Linked DNA regions of Mus musculus: region 2 is linked to region 1. Evidence: chromatin contacts called from public Hi-C data. All regions are on one chromosome and are shown on one strand. The core of a region is the stretch at or near the end of the contact, and the rest is flanking DNA. Distances in the headings are between cores, read along the strand shown. Region 1 has its middle 140 kb from the start of Nt5c1b. Region 2 has its middle 41 kb from the start of Nt5c1b.

Region 1 (7,137 bases), core at 2,122-4,621:
TACTTTTTCGGGCAGAAGAGGTTCTCTAATTCTCTGCTCAAGCTATTGGGTATGCTCCCATACCTAAGGCCCACTAGGAATAGCTTTTGAGAATCCAACAATATCCAAGAGACAGGAGTCTCAAGTTTTCTTTTAGAAAACATGTATCCTTAGAACTTGTATGGTTACACCTCTCCATGGATTTTTGCCTTATCACCTTCTTGCAATTCTCATTTGATTTTCTTAGATTCAATAAATCTCCCATATTCATATTCTCTCTCTCTCTCTCTCTCTCTCTCTCTCTCTCTCTCTCTCTCTCTCTCTCTCTCTCTCTCTCTCAAGTGGCTTACCTGGAATGAGTGGGATAGCCACTTGATTTTTTTCTTCCAAGACCCCACTTCTCTCTCATATCTTATAAGAAGCTCCACCTTCTAGTTCTTCATATTTCAAGGCTCAGATAATTTCTGTTTTATGTTCACTTCAGTTGAAATGAACTCATCAAAAACTCTACTCTTCTTTATCATTTGTATATGCGTGGCATGTGACTTACCACAGTTTATTATTCTGACTGACAATGAAGATAAGCTGTGGTAAAACTTAGTAGGGGTCACCAATATCAATGATTCTTATCCTGGTTGGAAGGTAAACTTTATTTTCTAGATTCTTAGATATGAAGAGATATATGATAGTGGAGAAGGGACTTGGAAAACTAGAATGCTTCTAGAACAAAGCTAAAAAAGAAAATTGGAGATATCAACAGACCCCCTTTCCTATTATCTATGAGAGTAGATGTTTTATGTGTAGGCAGACAAATTGGAGCCTTTCTTGCAGCACAGAGGAGTCATATAACAGAGGGTCCTCTAGAGACAACTTCAGCATTTGTGTGGACACAAAACAGACTTCCTTTTTTAAGTTGCTGAGATTTTATACTATGGTATAACCTGTGTCTTCTTGAACTATATAATAATATTATAGAAAATCATAATGCAGTTTACAATCCAGCCCCATGAAACCAATTGGACAAGGGAATAAGTAAATACTCCCATAATTCCAGAGTTCAATACACTATGTTACATACACTAGAAAGGTCCACAAAACCTGTCTAATGAATTGAGATTACAAACCAATACTTTAAAAGTATCTTCTTAGGAACACTATGGGAAAAAGAAAAAGAGGAGGAAGAAGAGGAAGAAGAGGAGGAGGACTAAGTGAATTACATCATTGATATATACATATTCATATATGTTTACATATACATATGCACATACACATATACATATTGGCCAGTCATATCTGCTTCTACCTTAGGTTGTCCAGTCATCATCCAAGAGCTTCCTCTGGTACCTGATGGGAATAGGTGCAGAGATCCACATCCAGTCACTACCCAGAGAGAGTCTAAGTTGGAAGTTTCAATCAGTTCCCTCACCTCAGAGCTCAGGGAAAGCCATGGAAGAGAGGGAGAAAAGATTGTAGAAGTCAACGGGATTGCAAGACACCAGGAGAGTACTGTCCACTGAATCAACTACACAGGGCTCATAAGAGCTCACAAAGACTGAATTGGCAAGCACAGGTCTGCATGCATCTGTACCAAGTCCCATGCATATATGTTATGACTGTTAGCTTAGTGTGTTTTTGTGAACCTCCTAGCAGTGGGATTGAGAATGTATCTCTGACTCTTTTGCCTGCTCCTGAGACTCCTATCATCCTGTTAGGTTGCTTTTCCCAACCTAGAAATAAGGGCTTTTGCCTTGTCTTATTGTATCTTCCTTTGTCATGTTTTGTTGTTGTCTCTTAGAAGCCCACTATTTACTAAGGGGAAATGGTGAAGGAGGGAAGGGCATGTGTGGGTGAACATGAATGGGTGGATGGAGGAGAAACTGTGTTTGGGATGTTTTGTATGAGAAAAGAACCTATTTTCAGTAATACAAAAAGAATACTCAATGAGGCTCATAACTGTTACTTTGAACTAATTTAGTCATAACCTTTCATTTTTAAATTATGGAAACTGACATCCAAAAGCAATCAGTACTTGACAGTATGGCCATCATATGAGTAGTTATTGCTAGGCAAGAGCCCTAGTCCTAACCTGCTAACTATCCTACAACATAAAACCCTAAAAATAACAGTGAACAGTAATTTTAAATCACATGTATCTTAGCTTTCATTCTTCCATTGTGTAAAATAATAGAAGGCTATTTAAAAAGACCATTCTTCAAAAATCATACGTCTTCTTCACTCTCATGGCTTTCCAAGAAAATGTGATCTCTTCAAACTTCTTTTGTGCCTGTTTAATCAAAAGGCCACCTGTAACACACATGGACTGACTGAAAACCAAGTTGTTTCAAACAATTGTTGAAAACAATAAGCAGCACATTATTTCAGAATGTAAATAAATATTATGTTCTGTGTTATGGGTTTTGGATCTTTGTATCCATGTAAGCAAAAATGGGGTCAAATGGAAAAAATGCAATATTTGAAATCAGAAACTAGGGACTTAAAAATCCAAATCTTATATTTGTGGTTATTGAGTATTCTCATTCATGTATCACAAGAACCAGGTATCATAATTATTGTCTGTAACCACAGGGCTAGAGAATTGGAGACAGGAGGATAATCAGTTCAGACTGGTTATCCTTGGCTATATAGCAAGACCAATTTAGGAACCCTGCCTAAAATTAACAAAGTTAAAGAGTAAAGTCGGTAGGAGCACTTTAGCACATCCATGTACCAGCGCACACAGTCTTCTGCTAATTACTCTGCAGTTACTTCTCTTGTGGACTCTTCTCACCAGTCATGGGATCTGCGTCTGTGCTTTTCATCCCCGTGTAATCTGCAGCCCGCATCACATCCAGCTCCTTCTCTCCTGCCTCTGTAGATTTTCATCAGCCAAGACAAGAAGCCAGGTGGGACAGACTTTGTGAGGGACAGAACATGGGGGCCTGATGGAGGTGAGGAGAGATGGGAGGAAATGTCAGAGTGTTGGGAGAAAGTATGTTGATGACGCAGTAGGTGGGAAAGCTGGTCTGGTTAATGTCCGAGGTGTCCCAACACTCCAGACACTGCTATACTTACTCCTGTGCCACTGGAGTGAAACTTTTCTTAGGATCACTAGTCACTCAGCAAATCTTTTTTTTTTTTCCTTGAAGTTTTGCAAAGCGCATTTCCTGGCTCCAGGATTTTGCCACTGATGCCTATACAGACCGTTACTTTTATATTCTTTTGAAGCTATGTGTTTGTTTCAGGCAAGGCTTACATAGAAAAACTTAGGATTAGAAAAAAACAAAACGAAAAAGTAGTTCTAAATCATGGCTCTGAAGAGCAACAACTAGACTACGAGACATGCTTTAGCAAGGACTCCCTCAGAGGCACTGATGATGTCAGAGATACAAATAGCACGGCCCATCACTCAGCTGCATGCCTCCTAACCACAGAAGCACAGACATACACTAATGGACACATGGCTGCCTGTTTTTAGTGGATCTGCTACCAATTCTGTATCAGCATCTTTGTGTTTTTTGGCAAACTCAGGAAAGAGATTGCTAATCTTAGCACCCTAATTGGGGAGACTATCTGCCTTCTTTCGAGATTTACAGTTCCCAAGGTCTAAGGGGCACCCAGCTTATGTCCTGGCAACTCATTGCACGGCTTTGTTACTATTTGGAAACCACTTATTAGAATCTGCTTTAAACGTTATGGGAGAGTCGCTGCTGGTGTAAAATCATCCTCTAAGTTTTACTGAAGACATTGACCTTTTCTGTTCCCTTTCTTATGTGCATAGAAATCCAGTATGCCTCAGCCTGACATGGTCCATCAGTCACGAAAATGTGACACCCAGAACAGCAGCTGGGGGTGGGGAGGGTATAGAAGTACAAGAGCAGCTTCCTTACCCTGCCTGTGCTTTGAGCTGCACACCAATCTGCAGCTCCATTTTCCTTTCTTGGCCTTGGGCCCCTTCTTTCCGGCACTCTGTTTCAAAAAACATCACAAGCTTTGCAGGTGGTTTGTGTTGCACCACAGCTCGTATTCCTGACAGATCCTACGTCTGCACATTAATACTCCTCAATACTTCCAGCCTGAAGCTTTCCCAGACACACTGGCCTAAGAGCCTCAGAAGCAACACATTATATGGCTTGCTACACAGGAATTCCTTCTGGGTCTGAAGGTTGGAAGGTCATAGTGCTTTAAACAAAATAGGCTTCATGGCCACTTGCCTATGAACTTTAAGGTATTTGACTACATGAATAAGAAACCAGTCTTCTACAAAGATGCTGGGCAGCGCTGAGTTACCACAAGCATGAATGATTATCAATGCTACAATTACAATCATACAGTGCTTAGAAAATCAATCAGTAAACATTTGTTAGGTCCTTCTCCTCTATGTGACATTATCTAGTTTAAATAATATATTTCTTTTCAAAGGATATCACATAAGGCCAGTGATTATTTATACAATTTATAATTAAAAGAATACCTAAAACAATGTAATCTGGCAAAGGCTATATATACACTTAGTTTAAGGACAGGCAGGGCAGGACACTAAACCAAGATAAAGGGTTCCTGAGTTCAGGCTAGCTAACCCAACTTATTCATTCAGAGACTGAAAAACAATGAAGAGAATGGTGTTAACTGGCAAAGAGATGAAAGGAAAAAAAAAAAGCTCAGCAATTGACTTCTACATTGTTACAATCTGTCATTTGAGGAGCCATTGGAATAGTTTGCTGGGCTGGGGAGCGATTTTTCTCATTTTACTATTTTGCATTGAAATAAAGTGGGATACCTTAGTTTGAAATGTGTGAAAACAAAGTTTTCAAGCTTTAGCAACAAATACAGAATGGTGGAGCAAGGGAGAGTTTCGTCTCCCAGGAAATCTGGAAATAAGAGAAGAGAGAGCTATTCCTAAGGGTCCTGAATAGATGAGTGAAGTGACTCTCAATAAATCAGACCTTTGGAGACAACAGTCAATAAAAAGAAGGAGTACAGAAGCCGCCCCTGGGGTGTCCATTCTTTCCTTTTTTTTCTTAAAGAACATGATTTTGTATTAACTCTATGGACACATTTATGGTGACTCCAAATTGCTGTTACTTTAAATCTAGAATTTTATTTTAGGTTCTTACCCGGAGAAATTTGGAGGTAGTAAAAGATATCAGATTAGAGAAGGAGGGGAACATTCAAGAAATACCGTGCATTAACACAAGGCTCACCCTATCCCTTGGGGACTGACATCAAGCCACAGAAGAATTAGCAGGAGTGGAGAGTGGGGGAGCCCTGTCAATTGCCTGTTGGAAAAAAATTGACAGAGGGTCCAAGCCAGAGGGTTTCTTGAGAAGAGAGGGCTGGAGGACTGCGGAGGTCCACAGTGCATAACTAACCCAAGATTTAGATATAGGCTGACAGATCCGATCTCAGAATCACACTGGAACTGACCACAGCTCCTGGCCTCCATGCCTCATGGGAGGGCCCCTTCCATTTTAGTGTGATTAGAGTAGAAGAATATCTATGGGTCTTGTTCACAAGACAGCTCTGGGAACATTCTCAAAATGTACATCTTCAATCCCTTATCTAGTTTTTGTTCAATCTACTTGCTATTTGGGTAAATGACTAAGAGTAGAAAATCATGAAGAAGCTTGGTTTGGGGAACATAACCTTATAAAGTACACAGTCATGAACTTGCCTTCTTTGGAATTAATCTGGAAGTATTCAAGTATAGAAATGACCAAGCTAGTACAAACTAATTATTAGCTAAATCCAAGATTTCAACTTATTTGTTTTAATTTTTAGCACAGTGATCAGTCATGATAATAATATTCATGATAACTGGGTGTCTTATTGGACACATAACAAGAAATGTCTCTATACATAAAGTAGTTGTGAACTATGAAGGAAGGATGGGACAAATTAAAATACTCTTTCTTCCTGTCCTATGAGAAATCGCAATCTGATTGAAACCAGAGAAATGAATCTTACCCTCACATGTTGTTTACATGGTGGACTTGGACCAAAAGCACAAAGCAATGTGGGAAATATACAACAGGGAAGAAAGTACTTGAGCTTTCTTGGACTACAAATTAAATCCTTCATCTGGTCCCTGGCTCGCACAATGATCTTAGTTCATTTAAGCTTCTATGAAACCCCATTTATTAAATAGGATATAATAGAGATGCTTTACGTCTCACCTTGGAGCCTGGAAATTTGAGATCTAGGCAAGGTAGATTCAGATGCTGAGGTGAATGTGTCTCTGCTATGGCCATTTATCTATCACAATCTTACAATATAAAAGGCATAAAACAGATCTCTGATGCCAATTGTAAAGGTATTAATCCCATATGCTAAACAATTCCCAAAGGGTCTAGCTCCTTATACCACTCCATTGGAGGTTAGGATTTCAAACTATGATCTATGGAGAGACACACCATTGTGAATATCACAGGAAGAGATGAAGAAAGAAGACAGTTTGAAAATATCTCATATACCTTAGATAACCAGGATCCACTGTAAATGCCACACAGGATTCAGTAGGTAACTTAAGTCGTCAAAGCTTCCCCAAGAGGACCCTGCTTTACACTAGAATCCATGTGGGATGTGAAAATTGAATGGGAAATAAATTGATTGTAGAAAACAGAACAAAAAAAAATTCCAGTCACCATCTTAGCACTAGTAGATGGAGAAAGAATCTGATATTGTCAAGCCAGCACAGGTCGTTCACAGGTTTGCCAACTAAATTTATGCCACCTGTGAGGTCTGAAAAATCTCAAGTGGACAATTTAATTTAAAGCGGTCCCAGGTCACTGGTGCCCCAGGAAACTGGTAGAAGCAAACACAAATCACTTCTTGGGGAATACTAATTCAATGCAGGCCTCTAAGACTTCTCCCAGATAATGTTCCAAGGAAAAAAAGAGGGAAAAATGTATATACAGAAACAAAGTACCTGGAATGGAATTCAGGAGAAACAGTTTCCTAAATATATCAGATGTCATCATTACTAAACCTATAGTAATGATGACATATGATATATACATACTCTGTTTGAAGAAACAAAGGGAAAGAATGAGAATGTGAGCAAAATAAATGCCAGTTTAATATATAAGAATATTTTATATTTTTACTTGTTTTCCTTTTATTGAAAAAAATTCATAAAACATACTCTGATCATTTTTCTCC
Region 2 (7,137 bases), core at 2,733-5,232, 98 kb after region 1:
TCCAGTGGAAAAAAGACAGCATTTTCAACAAATGGTGCTGGCACGACTGGCTGTTATCATGTAGAAGATTGTGAATTGATCCATTCCTATCTACTTGTACTAAGGTCAAATCTCCACATAAAACCAGAGACAGTGAAACTTATAGAGGAGACAGTGGGGAAATGCCTTGAAGATATGGGCACAGGGGGAAAATTACTGAATAGAACAGCAATGGCTTGTGCTGTGAGATCTAGAATCTACAAATGGGACCTCATAAAATTGCAAAACTTCTGTAAGGCAAAAGACACTGTCAATAAGACAAAAAGACCACCAACAGATTGGAAAAGGATCCTTGCCAATCCTAAATCACATAGGGGAGTAATATCCAATATATATAAAGAACTCAAGAAGGTGGACTCCAGAAAATCAAATAACCCCATTAAAAAATGGGGCTCAGAGCTAAACAAAGAATTCTCCCCTGAGGAATACACAATAGCTGAGAAGCACCTGAAAAAAAAAATGTTCAGCATCCTTAATCATCAGGGAAATGCAAATCAAAACAACCCTGAGATTCCAACTCACACCAGTCAGAATGGCTAAGATGAAAAATTTAGGTGACAGCAGATGCTGGCGAGGACATGGAGAAAGAGGAGCACTCCTCCATTGTTGGTGGGATTGCAAGCTTGTTCTACCACTCTGGAATTCAATCTGTCAGTTCCTCAAAAATTTGGACATAGTACTACCTTAGTACTAGGATCCTGCAATACCTCTCCTGGGCATATATCCAGAAGATGTTCCAACTGGTAAGAAGGACACATGCTCCACTATGTTCATAGCAGCCTTATTTATAATAGCCAGAAGCTGGAAAGAACCTAGATGCCCCTCAACAGAGGAATGGATACAGAAAATGTGGTACATTTACACAATGGAGTACTACTCAGCTATTAAAAAGAATGAATTTATGAAATTCCTAGGCAAATGGATAGACCTGGAGGGCATCATCCGGAGTGAGGTAACTCAATCACAAAAGAACTCAAATTACATTTATTCACTGATAAGTGGATATTAGACCAGAAACTTAGAATATGCAAGATATAAGATACAATTTGCAAAACACATGAAACTCAAGAAGAATGAAGACCAAAATGTGGACACTTTGCCCTTTCTTAGAATTGAGAACAAAACACCCAAGGAACGAGTTACAGAGACAAAGTTTGGAGCTGAGACTAAAGGATGGACCATCTAGAGACTGCAATATCCAGAGATCCATCCCATAATCAGCCTCCAAACGCTGACACCATTGCATACACTAGCAAGATTTTGCTGAAAGGGCCCAGATATAGCTGTCTCTTGTGAGATTATGCCGGGGCCTAGCAAATACAAAAGTGAATGCTCACAGTCAGCTATTGGATGGATCACAGGGCCCCCAATGGAGGAGCTAGAGAAAGTACCCAAGGAGCTAAAGGGATCTGCAACCCTATAGGTGGAACAACAATATGAACTAACCAGTACCCTGGAGCTCTTGACTCTAGTTGCATATGTATCAAAAGATGGCCTAGTCTGCCATCAGTGGAAAGAGAGGCTCATGGGTCATGCAAACTTTATATGCCTCAGTATAGAGGAACACCAGGGCCAAGAAGTGGGAGTGGATGGGTAGGGGAGTGGGTGGGGGAGGGTATGGGGGACTTTTGGGATAGCACTGGAAATGTACATGAAGAAAATACCTAATTAAAACAAACAAATAAACAAACCAATGTCCTCAATGCCTAACATGGTTTGTGACTCAAGGGGAACACCCCATAAACAGTACCTATATGAACGTTTTCATTCCCCCACTTCACAGAAGATCACTAAACCATGCCAAATCTTGTAGAAGATTGAAATAAGGTCAACTAAAGAATGAGGTTCAACAGGCAGGCTCAGAGCCTGGCTGAGGTCTCCTTCCCAGATTTCAGCTTGCAGGGAGAACGTGCTAGCTCATCTCCCTAACACCAAGCACCTTGTAGAAAACAACACAGATACAACTACAACTACTTTCTAATTTAAAAATACCCAGATCTAATGCAGATCCCTCTACTAATGTCAAATGACTTGCCTTCAGGCTACAAACATGACAGGCATCTACTTCTTGTTTTGACAGATGAAGTAACAGATCCGCGTTGTTCTGAAAGCACGCCACGCCTTTCCCCGAGAAGCAGGAGGCACTGCAAACACCGAGATGACAGTGACGGATTTAAGGTTTCATATAATTTTCTTTTTTTTTTCTTTTTTTGAAAACTACTATGGAGTTTGCGGGAAGCATGATTAATAGCATAAAAATTGCTTCTATCTTTGGCTAACAAGCATCCGGTAATGAATCAAGTCATCAGGATTGCAGATAACGTGTACTCTCTGCATGCTCAAATTTCTGAAAGATGACATGATTGTGAGTGGAAACATTCCAAATTCTGAAATATTTATTCAGCAGTAAAAACAGTTAAGATGAAACAAGGCAAGGAGAGCTGCCCTTGTTCTGGAAAGAAATACGTACATGAGATGCGAGCACGGGAAGTGTGAGTCCTTCCTAAGGAGTCTGGGACATCTCTCAGGACAGACATGTGAATAGTGGCTTATTCTGAGCCTTTTTATATTTCTTTTATGTTTTAATTTTTTATTTATTTATTTATTTTTTATTTTTCAAGATAGGATTTTTCTGTGTAGCCCTGTAGACCAGGCTGGCCTTGAATTCAGAGATTCACCTACCTCACCTTCTGAGTGCCGGGATTAAAGGCATGTGCCACCACAGTGCAGCATCTTTCCCTATTTCTAAGTTGCAGCACTCAAAGGATAGTTTATATTAGCTTGGAATTCTAAGACTAAAGTTAAATTGAGGATTACAAAATATCAGCTCTGGACATTAGCTCATATTCTCTCTCTCTCTCTCTCTCTCTCTCTCTCTCTCTCTCTCTCTCTCTCTCTCTCTCTCAGTTTTCCTCAGTCTGTAGCCCTTTAAACTCTAAACAGTAGGATTATATGCTGTGCCTAATGACATTGGCTTGTAACAAATTGAAGACTGCCTGGGCTATAGGGTAAGAACAACAAAGCCTCACTAAAATCGTAAAAGGGATGAGTATATATTTTAGTGATACAGTCCTTGCCTAGAACACATAATAACCTGAGGTTGATCCTCAGTACTACTGAAAGAAACAAACTGTATTATTAAGACACAATGCAATACTTAAGAGACTGAAATGTTACAGAAGAAATACATAGTCAAATTGAGGCCAATTTGTACACATCCATTATTATGTTTGACCAATTGATTTTTACAGTGTCTAATCAACTTAGACTCAGGGAACAGAGTCCAAGATTCCAGATTGAATTAATTTACAAGATTTGCCTTAAGCCTACTTCCTCTTAAGACTGTCCTCCCTTCCTTCTAGATTCTAGTATCACTGGGTTCATGAACTCAAATGATCATTTATGATAATATATCATACTTTTCAACCAACAATGTTAATGTAAATAAGCAAAAGCAAATTATTTGCTAAAATATAACCAAAGGTTATTATTTTTATGATATCTAGCCTACAATATACTAGAATTCGTGGCATAAGATGTAGAATTCATGAGTTAAGAAACTTTTCACATTAAACAGGGTTACCTGCATTTTGAAGAAGAAAGGTAAAATAGAAAATAAAAAGAATTTATTTATTATTTCAGTATTTCCTGAAACAAAAATATTAATAGAGATGTACAATTATATTTCATTTTTCAAGTGAAAAAAAGTAGGAAAAATACTGTTAATCTAAATTGAATTTGGTAGTATACAAAACTACCTCATTCAGTACAGGGCTTTTTAAAACACACGAGTTGATACTCTTGCATATGTCTAACCTTAATAACATTAATGCCTTTAAAGTAGGAAAGCTGACAGGAAGAAACTTTCTAGCTCTGAGTCTACTCAGTTTAGGGTGACTCAGGATACTTGCTTAACCTCATCTTCTTCTCGGAAGCTCTCGTAGCCCATAGCCTAACCACACAATGTATTACTCATATCCATTCTCCTGAAAGCAACAGAAATAGAATTATCTTTCTAGTGAAAGTAACTACCTCTTCTTCCATCTTATTCAATTAAATCCAATGTCCTTACAGGCTGTGTCACTACTAAAGTATTTCTGGGTACTCCCTTCAAACTGTCAGTGGTGAGAGCAAGCTGCAAACAATGAGCATAGTATTTAACTCAGGCTGTCAACATTCCCTGAAACTTAGTGACTTCCAATAGTAATAATTTCCAATTAGATTGGCATGAACTCCACCAGTATGGTAGTTAGGGAAATGACCAAAGTTACTCACAGTGACTTCATGAAACTTTGACCCTATGAGTTATAATATCTCAGTAATTATAACTACTAAAAAGCTATAAATATCATTCTCATTTTACAGGATTTAATGCTAACATTGGATTGCACCATGTGGTTTTACTGAGTTCCAAAATCTTGGTTGTATTTCTCTCTTTCTTCACTCCCAATAATACACAACACACAAGTAGTTACTTTGATGAAAACAGAAATAAGTTGCATAAGCAATGCCATATCGATAATATAACTTAAAATTCCCTTTCAACTCTCATCACTGAGATGGATCCATGGAATGGTAGACAGAATCCATGAAGCAGGAGCTCAATGGATTCTCTGTTGGAAATGACGTCATTCTGCCACGTATCTGTCACTAATTGTGAGACCCTCTGAACCCCCAAGCTCATCATGATAGCAGATTGCTCATGCATTTGCCACTTCTGGCTAGAATGCTTATCTGGGAAGTAAAATTACTTTGAGATCACAGACTTAGGAATAGAAGGATATCTGGAGGTTGACTGTTCTGTCAAAAATTCTTTATAGTAATTTGAGATCCTTTTATGCATATTTAAAGTATCCACTGAACAAGTCTCCTATAGTTTTATTGAAAAGAGAAGAAAGTGATATAAACCCATTTTTTTAAAATGAGTTACAATAAAGTTTTAAAGTAATCTGAATGTGGTAATAAGCTTAAACCTTGGAGACAGACAGACAGACAGACAGAGCTGGAAACTGTTCTTACATTGATACTTAACATTTATGGCACAGGTAGGCATTTACTCCAAATTAAATGAGGCTTGGTCTTTATAACACAGGCATACAATATCTACTTCATAGAATTGTAGTACTTATGAAATAAGAATATAATATCTGCTTTATAGCATTACTATGACAACTAAATGAAATAATCAATGTCCAGTTTACTCACAAAATGTACTGTTATTCTCCTGTGAACTAAGAAAGACACTATGAAACCATAGTCATTACTGAGTATGACTTCGAGGTCTTCAGACTCTCTTCCATATTTCCCTCAGTTGTTATAAGGAATTATAGCTCTCTAAAGACAAGTTAGTAGTACATTACTTGATTTTCAACTTTTAACCAGTTACTCTGAGGTCAATTTTAGCTGCAAAATCATTATCACCAAATATTCTGTCAATCTTCCATTCTTTCCCTTCTATCCTCAACATAAACCATGAATGAAAGCACCATCACATACAGATAGGAACCTATGCAACCTAATCAAAAACTATTTGGCAGGAACTGGAAATGTCAGGAAATCAGGAGGGAAGAAAGAAACATGAGGTAACAAAAATGTTTGGGCCTCAAATATGAATAAGATAGATGGCTCACACTAGGGTTCTGCCAAAAAATGGTAGCATAGAGTGATTTGTTTTGGATGAGGTTTTCTGACACAATAATTCTTGTTTATGTGTAATTTTACAGTGTTTTGCTTGGAAAACACAAAGGCTCTCAGAATACTACCTCAAATTCTTTTAAGTTAACAGATATAATTAATAGTTTCAGAACTAGAGCAAAGTTGGCACAGAGGGGAGAGACCAGGGTATGAGAATGGTGTCAGTAGTAGAGCAATGGCAGAAAAGCAGTAAACTCTGGTGGGAACATCAAGAGACGAGCTTGTGGTGTTAGCTCTTCCTTCTGGTCCAGAAAACTGACTAGTATCTCTATATTCTACCCACAAGACTTTTTCTACCACCTCTTCTCATATAGAGAGAGAGCAGGGACACTCTCCATCCTATCTTTCCATGGAAACTGAATAAACATTAAAAAAATTGTAAAAATCTCGGTATCTGTGGTGGTCTGCACCTATGCTATATTCTCCTGTCCCTTAAACTCCATTGTTGCCACTTTCTATGTGTTATCATGATTAAGTCTTGTGATTTTCTTTCTAGGAGTATGAGGTATAAAGCAACATATCTATGAGTCTTTTCCACTTATCCAAAATGAGTATTCTAGGAGTCATATTCTGTACTCCCCAGTGGTCTCAGTAGCCTATTACTGAAACTTATTTCCTATAAAATTTGTAAAAAGATATATTTCTTATAGAATGGAAACCCATTTTAAAGTTTGTTAAACTGACTCCTTTTTAATTTTTATCTTCACAACACCTATAATGAGATAGTTGTTTAGGCACAGGAATAAAGTCTAATATAAAATATAAATTCTATAGGTGAGGTACTATGGAGCTTTAAAAAGACACTGAGGTCACCGGGAAGATGGATGAGTGAAGGAAGTGTTGGCTGTGGTAGCAATCATGAGGACCCACTTTCAGGTTCTTCGAATCCACATAAAAGCCAGACCAAATGGCCTGAGTTTGTAATCTAATTTTGGAGACACAGAGCCAGGTGGATCTATGAAGCTCATTGGCCAGTATTTTAGCCAATTGTTGAACCCCAAATTGAATGACCAAATCTCAGAGAATAGAATGGAAAGCAATGAATGGAGGTAAGACGCTAAACATCATCCTCTTGCCTTTGCATGCACGCATGTGCATGCCTGTGTATGTATGGGTGTGCATGGGTGTATAGATAATAAAATTAAGTCAAAAGTTGCTGAGAAAGAAGATGCAACATCAAAGTCACAGCTGTGTCTCAATTCTAATTTGCCATTCAATGTTGAATACATTCTTCACCTTCATGAAGCCTTCCCCAAAATAAAAATTACAGAGTTTATAACAAGACTAAATTGAAAAAAAAAAAACCTCAGTTTAAATAAGACTTGAGACAGTTTAATATGGGGCTGGGCTTACACCACACATGGGTCCTTAGAAGAAATGCACAGAACTTGTGCTAATTGCACT

What was found. Hi-C and Micro-C count contacts between places; a contact is called where the count stands out from the background.
Region 2: a contact with region 1 is called in a Hi-C map of the C2C12 cell line, with 1.9 times the contacts expected there. The contact joins two enhancer-like sites. A contact is called at or near these places in 1 of 15 datasets of contacts at CTCF or cohesin (the NIH/3T3 cell line) and 2 of 484 Hi-C or Micro-C datasets (the C2C12 cell line and adipose-derived mesenchymal stem cells).

The regions. Positions count from the first base shown.
Region 1 is chr12:10,227,955-10,235,091 of GRCm38.p6, forward strand. No RefSeq gene overlaps it. Among named protein-coding and RNA genes, the nearest start is that of Nt5c1b, 140 kb to the right of the region's middle. Within about 2 kb of position 3,372, at least 27 of the 459 cell types and tissues checked have an H3K27ac peak or open chromatin away from gene starts, as enhancers often do. A contact at or near this core is called in the C2C12 cell line and adipose-derived mesenchymal stem cells, where this site is marked.
Region 2 is chr12:10,325,594-10,332,730 of GRCm38.p6, forward strand. No RefSeq gene overlaps it. Among named protein-coding and RNA genes, the nearest start is that of Nt5c1b, 41 kb to the right of the region's middle. Within about 2 kb of position 3,983, at least 32 of the 459 cell types and tissues checked have an H3K27ac peak or open chromatin away from gene starts, as enhancers often do. A contact at or near this core is called in the C2C12 cell line and adipose-derived mesenchymal stem cells, where this site is marked.